Regions from separate parts of the Mus musculus genome. Here region 2 is linked to region 1. A link is a contact called in public Hi-C data. All regions are on one chromosome and are shown on one strand. Each heading gives the region's core, a stretch centred on a gene start, on an enhancer-like site or on the middle of the called end of the contact. The rest is flanking DNA. Distances are from core to core; before and after follow the strand shown. Region 1 overlaps Pard3 (par-3 family cell polarity regulator). Region 2 overlaps Nrp1 (neuropilin 1).

What was found. Hi-C and Micro-C count contacts between places; a contact is called where the count stands out from the background.
Region 2: a Hi-C map of bone marrow-derived macrophages shows a contact between it and region 1, with 10 read pairs. The contact joins two enhancer-like sites. A contact is called at or near these places in 15 of 484 Hi-C or Micro-C datasets (the AML12 cell line, the C2C12 cell line, Th17 cells and 11 more), 2 of 115 datasets of contacts at active chromatin or transcription factors (embryonic fibroblasts and regulatory T cells) and 1 of 9 other capture datasets (embryonic stem cells).

What each region holds. Positions count from the first base shown.
Region 1 is chr8:127,316,521-127,321,865 of GRCm38.p6, forward strand. All of the region lies in intron 4 of Pard3 (par-3 family cell polarity regulator), which reads left to right. Among named protein-coding and RNA genes, the nearest start is that of Gm9909, 140 kb to the right of the region's middle. Within about 2 kb of position 2,066, at least 43 of the 459 cell types and tissues checked have an H3K27ac peak or open chromatin away from gene starts, as enhancers often do. A contact at or near this core is called in bone marrow-derived macrophages, where this site is marked.
Region 2 is chr8:128,504,104-128,509,448 of GRCm38.p6, forward strand. It overlaps Nrp1 (neuropilin 1), which reads left to right. Exons shown (of 17, transcript NM_008737.2): 17 at 1-1,373. Among named protein-coding and RNA genes, the nearest start is that of Gm32643, 14 kb to the left of the region's middle. Within about 2 kb of position 2,023, at least 53 of the 459 cell types and tissues checked have an H3K27ac peak or open chromatin away from gene starts, as enhancers often do. A contact at or near this core is called in bone marrow-derived macrophages, where this site is marked.

The sequences.
Region 1 (5,345 bases), core at 816-3,315:
TGTTTTGTAATTATATCAGATGTCAGGAGAAAGCACTTTTGTAACTCAGAAAAAAATGTAAATTCCCCTTTTGGGTTGTGCTTCTCACTGCCCTTGGCTTGTTTTCTGAGAGAAAGAAGAGCTTCCTACTGGTGTGTGGAACGAGGTTCTTGTCATAGACAGTTTCCCAGAAGACACTTTACTGTGGATTTCTGAAGATTAGATAGTATGTCCTGGTGTCCAGCCATCTCTACATAAATGTAATTCCTCAGTAGGGGCTGCATAGTTGTTTTGCCACACATGTGTATAAAAACTTAGGAAGGGGCTGGAGAGATGTCTCAGCGGTCAAGAGCACGGACTGCTCTTCCAGAGGTCCTGGGTTCAATTTCCAGCAGCCACATGGTGGCTCACAACCATCTGTAATGAGATTTGATGCCCTCTTCTGGTGTGTCTGAAGACAGCTACAGTGTACTCATATACATAAAATAAATAATTCTTTAAAAAGAAAACTTAGAGGGTTGGGCTCTAGGAATTGTTGGATATCATGTAAGCTAACTATTAAGTATTTGAAAAGTAGTTATGTGTGTCTTCTTCTTACTCAGAAACCCTTGAGGAATGGGGTGCAGTGGCCGGATTCCCGGAGGGACTGCCGGTTGGCTCACATCTTGCCTAGCATGTCCTAGAGAACTTGTCTGGTTGGTTTCTTCCTTCAGATAGACAGAGGATAAGTTGGATGCTCTCCAGTCTCCCCTCCAGTGTCCAAACCATGTATGGCTTTGGGGCAGAGCGCTACCTAGCATGTTAAAGTCCAGAGTCGATCCCTGGCATTGAAAAAAAAAGTGCATAAGAAAATTTCCTGGCATTCTGGGCTACCGAAGAAAATAAGGAATGATTGGGGAAGGTGCTCCAAACAGAAGAGCCTAAGAGTTTGAGTGTTTGTCACTGGATGTCAGATCTGCTCTCTAATTCAGTCTGCTGACTCCTGAGACATCTAGGAATCTGGTTCCTTTAATTGTCTTCCTGAGTCACTAGTTCTGCCAGGCCCTCTTTGTACAGGATCCATCCATGTTTCTAGCCCATGTTGATATGTATTCCTGGAGATGGTTTTCTTGTCTAAGAGGAACACAGTCACCAACCACTGACCAGAAAACTAAGTTACAGGTAAGAAGGCTGCACTTCAGCTCTCAGGGCACCTGTGAAAACTAAGTGAAATTTGTATTTGATTTCCACCCCCGAGTTGCCTCAATGTATGCAATTCCCACAGATACCCTCAAATCTGAGTGGCGGTAGCGATGGTGGTATCTAAAACACTAGCTCCAAACATTTTGCAAAAGGAATATTAAACCCATATTGTATTTGGCACAGGGTCCATCATTTCCTTATTTCTAACTGTTTTAGTGAGGATCTAATTGGTCTACACTGATAACAACTACTATAAGCTCTCTGCCCTTATTTACAAGGTAGCTGTTGAACTTTCTTATGACGGGTAAACCAGGATTATAGTTTCTGGTTAAATATCCTAAAAATAGCTTTTGTTGCTCTTGGGAATCATTTCTGGAAGGAATGATAAGCTGAGGTTGCTGGGATGACTCAGCATGTAAAGTCTGACACACTGAATATGGCTGTCCCTTGGACATAGAAGACAGAAAGAGGAAACTGATTCCTTCAAGTTGGCCTTTGTCTTCCATATGTATATGCCCTTGCCTGAATGAATAAATGTATTGGAGGAGGAGGAAAGGGAGGAGCAAGAGAAGAGAAGGAGGAAAGGGAGGAGCAAGAGAAGAGGAGGAGGAAGAGGGAGAAGAGGAAGAACAGGAGGAGGAAGAGGAAAAGGAGGAGGAGGGAGAGGAGGGGGGATGAAAAGAGGAGGAGAAGAAAGAGGAAGAGGAGAGGAGGAAGAGAAGAAGGAAGGAGGGGAGGAGGATGAGGGGAGGAGGAAGAAGAGGAGGAGGAAAAAGAAGCAGTAGTAGTAGTTCTTGTTGTTGAAGTACAAAATTGAATTATTTTTAAGTCACAAGTTCTGGGTTGAAAACTGTGTGATTTTAAAAGTCTTAATGTCACGTGGGAGCCCTTGGGATCATCTGATTCACAGAAGGGGAATGTGAAGATTTTATGTGTTGAGTGTTTTGTATTTTACAATATTGTGAGACTTGGTGATTTTTTTTCAAAATATGTCAGGAGTTTCTGCACAGAACCGGCCCAGATTGTAACTGGTCTTTCTGTGCCGGTAACAGGAGCGTCCCTCACCTCCATGGTCATGGTGAACAATCTGCGTGTTCATGGCATTGTGGGGAAGGTGGGCTGTTGGTTTTCTGAGACAAAGCTGCTGTCAGGAGTGGATGGTGCTGTGGAATTTCTTCTTGTTGAATTGTGGTTGGCTTCAGGGGAAGTATAGTAGAATACCCCTCCCTGCCTCCCCCGGAAGAGGTATATCCCACAAGCAGCTTGCCAGGGAGCTGAAAGTTAATATGCATTTCCCAGGCCAGGGACTTTTCACACCTGCTGATGCCCATAAAGCATTCATGACAGGAGAGTCCCTGATCACAGCAGCCACACCTGCTTCTCTGACAAGAGGTGCTGTCCTTCCTATTGAAGACTAGCGACTGTTTGGGGCTGCCTCTTCTGTGGAAACTTTATATTATAATGTTAAAAAAGGGATAGTGGGTCCTTATATTATTTTTCATATCTAATCTTTTAGATGAAGTCCTAACTTAACTGTAATAAATCATTGCTTGTCATTAGCAAACTCAGTGGTCATTACTGTTTTATGGTTTAATAAATCATTATGATATCTGCACCGTCCACAGATTCATTCATTCGTTCATCTCACTCTGCAGCCTAAACTGGCTGAGAACACGCTATCTAGGTACTCAGGATGGCCTCAGACCTGCTGTGATCCTTCTGCCTCGGTCTTCCTTGTACCGGGGTAACAGGCGTGTGCTCCCATGCTCAGCATAATTTTATATGATGACCAAAATACCTAAATAAAATTTTTTATCTTGTTTGAGTATTTATAGTGTATAGAATTTTTGTATTGCTTTGATCAGGGAGTGAAAAAGATTTGAAGTGATGTTTTCTAATTTATTATTAACATTTTGTGGGGGTTCCACAAAAATATGGAACAAAGAAGATTTGATAGCTTAGTTTTCCTCTCTTTCTAAGTTGGGTTGTATAAGATTGAAAGTACTGCTTTATGTTTCCATTTATTGATTTATTAATTGACTGTACGAGAGCATTGCTGTGTGTATACTCGCATGTCAGAAAGAGGGCAACAGGTGCCCTTATAGTGGTCTTGAGCCACCATGTGGTTCCTGAGAATTGAACTCAGGACCTCTTAACCACTGAGCCCACTCCAACCCTGAAAATGATTGGAAATTTTCACGTTTGGTAGTTAGAATCTACAAACGAGTATATGTGATCTGGCATAGATAAGGTTTAAGACAGCCGTGTTTTAAAATACCATCCCCAAATGTGTTGCAAATGAAAATAGAGTGTACTATACATACTTCAATGGGCAATCATGACCAACCACATTGTGTTATGGTAGAGCAAAGCATTTCATATTCGATATTTCCCCATATGCTCTCCCCATAAACCCAGAATACACTTCTAGGACCTTTCTCCTGTGTGTACTCAACCCCAACTTTAGATAAGGTTATGTAGAACATGGCTAAGATGTTAGAGCCTGTGTGATGTTATTAATACAATGAAGGATATGTTTCACGGGGATTAAACTATATTTTAAGCCTTCCTTAAACACCTGGTGATAATTTGCAGGTCTTTATACACACATTAATGCATGGATCCACCGTTGACTTGGTACATTAGGGACACTTTTACTGTGGGAAGTTAATGTCTGTCTTACTTTCCTTACCTATTAGCTCCACAAAGTTCACTGTATACATGCACATTGCAGAATTTTTCAGACACAATAGAAAAGGGCGGATTTTTGGCTCTTTAGACATAATCTCCCATAACAGGATCATCTGTCAGTAGTGCCCTGTTGTATGAATTATGCCCTAATCGAGTTAAGTGGAGAATTGATCCACCATTTTTAGATGTAATTACAAGAAATCACATTTGCCATAGGCATTGTAAGCTGTAGGTATGACATGAGTGAGTATGTATGTCTTTTAGTAAAATCTGAAAACACAGTCCTGACGTTTGTGCTCAGGTTTGTCTTAAGACCCTTTGCACCACCCCCTTAGCAACTTTAAAACTTACAAGAGAGTTCTCTTCACGTTCCAGGATTCCCAAACCTTTTGAAACAAGGAACAAAACATACTCAAGGAAGGTGCCCACATTGGGGTGGGCCACTGTGCTGATTGCTGGGGGTTAAAGGTGAATGGTGACCGTATCTAGTCTTTAGTGCCATGGTACAGATAACAACTCTGAAAACTAAAGTTTGAGTTAAAAGCTAGAATACCACAGTAACAGAAAGCATGGCATACTGGGACCTGGGGGCTTCCCCTGAGAGAGAGTGGCAGTTGAGTGGCTTTGATTCCTCACAAATGGCAAGGTTTTTTTCAGTAGATATGACTTGGAAATTGGACTCGGGAAAAGCCAGTGGAAGTAGAAAGAGGTGTGATATGCAGTCAGCGTGGCTGTCTAGATGTTCTCCTGGCCAACACGGGCGTGGCATGATCCAGCACATACTGTAGAAAGATCTGCCCAGGGATAGCATAGAATATGTTGGAGAGGATGAGGCTGGAGCCAGTGTCTGTCCCGAAACCAGTGCAGTAATTGTGTGCATACAAGGTGTGAATTACAGTCAGAGTGGAGTCTTGACAGAGAAGGGTGGGTCAAAAGAGTTGCCAGCTGTGAGGATTGTAGAGGAAGAAGAGAGAAAAAGTCAGATCAGAACCTTTCAGGGCCACACCAGTGTAAGGGATGTTTAGTTTAAGACATTTCTTCCTGATGCTTTCTTCCCCATCCATGCCCACTCTTGGCCATCATATAGGCTTTGTATTGCTCTAGTACCTCATTCTGCCACCATGGCTTCGCAGCTTTCTAAAGTAGTAAACATGCTGTCATTGGTGGTCTCCGTTGGTTTCTCTGCAATGCCATTCCAACTGAAGACGGTGGGTAGACTTTTCAGCCCCTCTTTTTGTTCAGTGGTTTGTGTTCTAAGTGAGGAGGTATTAATAATTACCTCAGTGATCAGATGTGAGGGAGAGAACAGAGCTGGCCTGTAGCTGGCCACAGCTCCACCATTCTTGATACGAACGTCAAACCAAATCACTCTTCTCTTTTTAGGCCTCTGGTGTTTAGTCCCTGGCATGCTCACCCTTTCTGACTGACTTGAGTTTTCTGTTGGCATGTCTGTGGTGATTTTTTTCTTACCACTTCCCTGAGTTCATTCACCA
Region 2 (5,345 bases), core at 773-3,272, 1.2 Mb after region 1:
AATTAAGTAAGGGGAACTCCTAACTTTGTCCTCCAGAGTCTAACTTTGGGTTTCTTGTTAACTGGTTAAAGTGACAGTATCTTTTTTCCTTAAGCCATGTGTTCATACTTTCTGATTAGATTGCGGTTTGATATGAATGTTTGCATCTAAAATCATAAGTTGAAAGAAAAAGAATACCAACTGACTTTCAGACGAGACCCACAGGAAGCAACAAGAATAAAATCCCCAAGTCTAAAAGGACGTGGAAACTTTACATCCAAATATGCAAAATGAGCCCTGAAAACCTTCTTGTTTTGTTACTGGGTCAGAGGAGAATAGTGAAAAGAATAGCTCACTTAAGGAATAAACAATAATCCTGATGCCTGAGGCAAAACTAGTTTAAGACCAATCAGAAGGGGTATATAAAATCAAAACAAATGTTTAGAACAATCCATTCAGCAGAAACCCTGAAAAGATAAATTTTAATGAATGCTTCTAGAAACTTCCAATGACTCATAAAGAAAAAAAAAAAAAAAGCCTACCTTAGGACTGGCAAGACGTCCACCTCAACAGCACAAAGAGGTAAATATTTTAACCCAAAGCAGCTTCCGGCTGGTAGATTTTTGTCTTGATGGGCTGTCCATAAGAACTCCCAGTTCTTTCCCTTCCTTGTGTGGCTGTAGGTCTCTCTCAGTTATGTTTCTTAGAGATCACATCTGCTTCCTGGACAAATGTTTTTTGTTCACCCTGGTTTAATGGGATTGAGAATGTCTTTTTTCCAGGAAAGTATTGATCACTAAAATAAAGAATATGTTTTTATTCCCAGAGGCATCAATTCACTTGTTATAATCATACTGGGGGGAAAGCATTAAGTAAGACTTTGTTTGTAAGACAACAAACTTGACCAGTGTCCTCAGCCAAGGAAAAATGATACTGCAACTTTAAATTTTAAAGTACCTTGCACTGATAAATATATTTAAAAGTTATATGTTTATAAAGTTATTAATTTGTAAAGGCAGTGTTACAAAATGTTCAGTTTATATTGTTTTAGATTGTTTCGTAATTTTTAAAGGTGTAAAATAACATATTTTTTCTTTATTGAAATCTATAAGACTTTCCGTAGTAAGATGTCTCATTTTCTGGTATATTATTGCTTCATGTTTTGTACCCTCATAAAATTTTGTGCAAATTTTTTTTACAGAAATTTTTATTTTCTATGATGATATGTATGACACTTGTAAATTGTTTCAAAATGAACAGCGAAGCCTTAACTTGAAATGACATTTGTATTCTCTGAGTAGCATAAAAACCACCTAGAATGAACTGTAACTTAATCTCGAAACTACACATTCCAAAGAAGCAGTTGAATTAAACGTTTTCATAAAAATCCCAAACCTGATGGCTATTATTCCATTAGCTCTGTTCTTATTAAAGATGTTGGGGTTTAGCCCACTTTCTAGTACCTTCTAATATTTAAATTATCTTTTCAAAAATAACCTTACACTAGGCAGAGAACAAGGAGACCCTTTCCAACAGTAGGAATCTGAAAGCAGGGCTTCAGAGCTGAAAGAGGCAGAATTGGCCTCCAAGTGAACATTTTTTCCACCCAAATTATATCAGTTTTTATATCTGTGTGGTGAAGTTGATTTGTGATATTACCGGTTACTACTGGTGAGCTTTGCTTCTGTAAGAAGCAGGTAGGGAATGTATACGTTTACATACTAATTATATATTAAATATAGGGGAAAGGGGAAACAGCATCGTGTTACAGCTGTCTATTTGGTAAACCTTGGGGAAATGAAATGCCTATTCCTTTGGGGAGCAAAACAATAGAAAAAATTATGACATGACACCCCTCCCCTCAAAAAGGACAAAAAGTGTGGGGCCAGAACATGTTAAATGGTTCCTTTAGAAAGCTTGTCACAACAAACTTACCCCTCCCCCACCAACTCCAATGGCAGAAAACCCCAGGCCTAAGAGCTCTGGAACATGGGGCAGTACCATACTGCTTGGGGCAGTGAGTCATGTTTTCTCTACTTCCTCCTTTCTTGGCTACTGAAACCACATCCCAGGACTTAATCAAGGGTACAGAAAACTCCCTACTCTCTGTGTGTGTTTTTAGATCTTTACCTAGAAAGGAGACAAAACCAGGTACTCACTTTACTGAAATTAAATTCTACTGACATTCAAGGACATTTCCAGAAAACATGATGCATCCAACCAAGCTGTCTATCAGAATTAATCTAGATATATTTTCTTTATTTTACTTTCTTGTTGTTTGGTTTTTTTGTTTTTTTGTTTTTTGAGGCAGCTGGCTCATGTAGCCCAGGCTAGCCTCATACTCACTCTGCAACCTTGAATTTCTGATCCTCCTGCTTCCACCTCAGAGGTGATAACACTTGTATGCCAAGTTTAGAGTGTTAAAAATAGGACTTCATGCATTTTAGGTAAGCATTTTGCCAACCTAGTAGCAGCCCCAGCCCCAGCCCCAGCCCCAGCCCCAGCCCCAGCCCCAGCCCCAGCCCCAGCCCCAGCCCCAGCCCCAGCCCCAGCCCCAGCCCCCTAGACATAGTTCTAGGGCAATGCAGGGACTACTTGAGGCTTCAAACATGGAAGCTTACACTCTTTTCTTCTCCCCAGTTGGTAGTTTGATTAAACATTTCTTTTTGTTCAATAAATCATTGTATAATACTCTCCAAATTTGTGAGTTAAAACATCATAAAGATGGAAACATTTAATTTAAACATGAAAATTATTTACCGTCCTCTTTCCCATGTGTCTTGGTAACTTATTGCCACACTGAGGCTGAACAAACTATCTGTGCAAATCAAAGACATTGCCTAGTGTTTCCAGTTTGTATTTCTGCTTCCCAGTCCAAATTATAAGGCTCTGTACTTCATTAAAGAGCAGTTCTGGCAAAAATGAGATTTTTTTTCCCTCCTAAAGTTTATGTACTTAGGAATCTTAAGCAACTCAGCAACTGAGAAACCTGAATGAAAGAGCCCTCAACAGAAGTCAAACTTGGCATCGAGGCCTGTGAGCCAGGAGGCTTCTTACCACCCAGTGACACATGAAAACATCAAACCAACAGCCCCCATGGAGGAGGGGTTCAGAGGAGGAAGGGAAAGAGTAGAGGGACTCCCATGATGTTATAGGTTTCTTTTTAATTGAGAACGCTAGGCTTTTTTTTTTCTTTTCTTTCCTTTTCTTTTCTTTTCTTTTCTTTTCTTTCCTTTCCTTTCCCTTTCCCTCTTTCTTTCTTTCTTTCTTTCTTTCTTTCTTTCTTTCTTTCTTTCTTCCTTTTTTTTTTGAGGCAAGGTCTCATGTATCCCTGACTGGCTTTGAATTAGCTATGTAAACAAGAATGACAGTGAACATCTAATCTTTTCACCTTCCCAGTGCTCCAAGCCCCAGCCTCAGCAGTGTTTATTTTAATATGCAACACTATAATACCAAGTTTTAATAACCTCATTATTTACTCTTACAAAAGAGAACCCCAAGGTTCAGAGAGGTCACAGGGTACATCCAGGATGCATTTGGTCTTACTTCCCTCTATGACACCTGTCACTTCCTTTCAGGACATTGTCTGTCAGGGCCTCCACAAATTGCCCTGCTACTAACAGCCTATGTGGGAGATGAGAGCTGTCACTTGAATTTTATGTTTGATGGCAGATGACAATTGTACATATTTTGGGGACATGATGTGATATTTGAATATACATGTACATTTTGTAATGATCCAGGCAGCGTTAACAAGATGTTTGATGACCTATGTCCACCTGTGTTAATCTGTCACCACACTCAGCCATTTGTCTTGGCATCTCATCTTCTGGTCACTTCTAAACCTTCAAAACTAAGGGAAGGCTGAACACAAAGAACCCTAATCATTAAGCAAGTTCAAAACCTCACTCAAAGCTAAACATGATGGCTCACACATATAATCCCAGTTCTTGAGAGGAAGTCTGAATCTGTCCTCAGCTATATAGTGAGTTCCAAGGCCAGGCTGGGCTACATGAGACCCTGCCTAAATGAATAAATATAGAATAAATAAAATTTCACTCAGGTGAGCTGTGTGGCCATTTTACCCTCATAACCTATGAGGGTCCTAAATGGGGCTACTTCAAGAGAAAGAGCCACTGGCATAGTATGATGCTGGCATGAAGATTTGGAAGCACTGTAGAAGTATAGAAAATGCTGGCACTCCAGAACTTGTCCAGCGAAATGAGGAACCCGTGGTCTGAAAAGCCAGTTCCTTTAGTTAAGGTATAGATCATACATAGCAGCTAAATTCTAATGACATTAAAGACTGGTTTCCGCTTAATGTTTCCTTCGTGATTTCTAATTTTGTTGTTGAGGGCCTTTCTTTCAAGCAGATGAGGTAATAAAAATTTCATGGTCAGATAAAGGCACCCAATAGTGTTTGTTTGTTTGTTTGTTCCATAAAAAGAAGGTCTGAAGCCAGGTTTGGTGGTACTCACTTGTAATTCCAGTAAGAGTGAGGTAGAGGTAAGAGGATCAGGACTTCAAGGTCATCCTTAGCTACAAACAAGTTCAAGGTCAACCCAGGATACAAGGGACCACGTTTCAAAAGCTAAAAATAAGGTCTCATCTCCACATGGTAATGGTACCTGAATGGAGATCTCCACAAAGAAATGGTCCCTGAAATGATGGGTAAAACAGCCAGTACCTCATTTCCTCTAGGCTGGGAACAAACACATACTGCCTTCTGGCAGCTTCAACAAGAAAATGAATCACCAGGATAGACAGCAGCTTCCCACTCCTTATGCCCCTTCCAGTGGCTTGGCATCTCTGCCCCTCATTTGGACCAGAGCCAATCACACTTCTTTTCTTGAAACCCTGTTACCACATCAGAGGTGTAAACTGCAGGGCTGCTAGTCATGAAGTGATCCTGATGGGAAACCAACATCCCCTATGGAAGCCACCAGTGCCCCAATCCTGACAACTTGAGAACTTTCTTATTGTTGACTAAATTATGTCTTAATGTCACAGGCATGGTTTATTTGAAGCAGACTCAATCTCCTCAAATCACTTGGAAGTCTGCCATGATTCAAGCCCTCCAGCTAAATGGAAGTTACTTTTGGGGTCTTAAATATAACTTGGCTTTATTCAACTCTCAATTTTATCTATATTTAAACCACTTAAGTGCTGGGGGTGTAGTTCATTTGACACATTGTTTCTCTAGCACTCAAGAAGCTGCAATTCAATCCTGAGAACTGAATAATAAAAATGTGGTGGTACACCCCTATAATCCCAGCACTCAAGATATAGAAATTGGAGGATCAGAAGTTCAAGGTCACCCCATCTACATGGAGAGCTCAAACCCAGTCTAGAATAAATGAGAGATC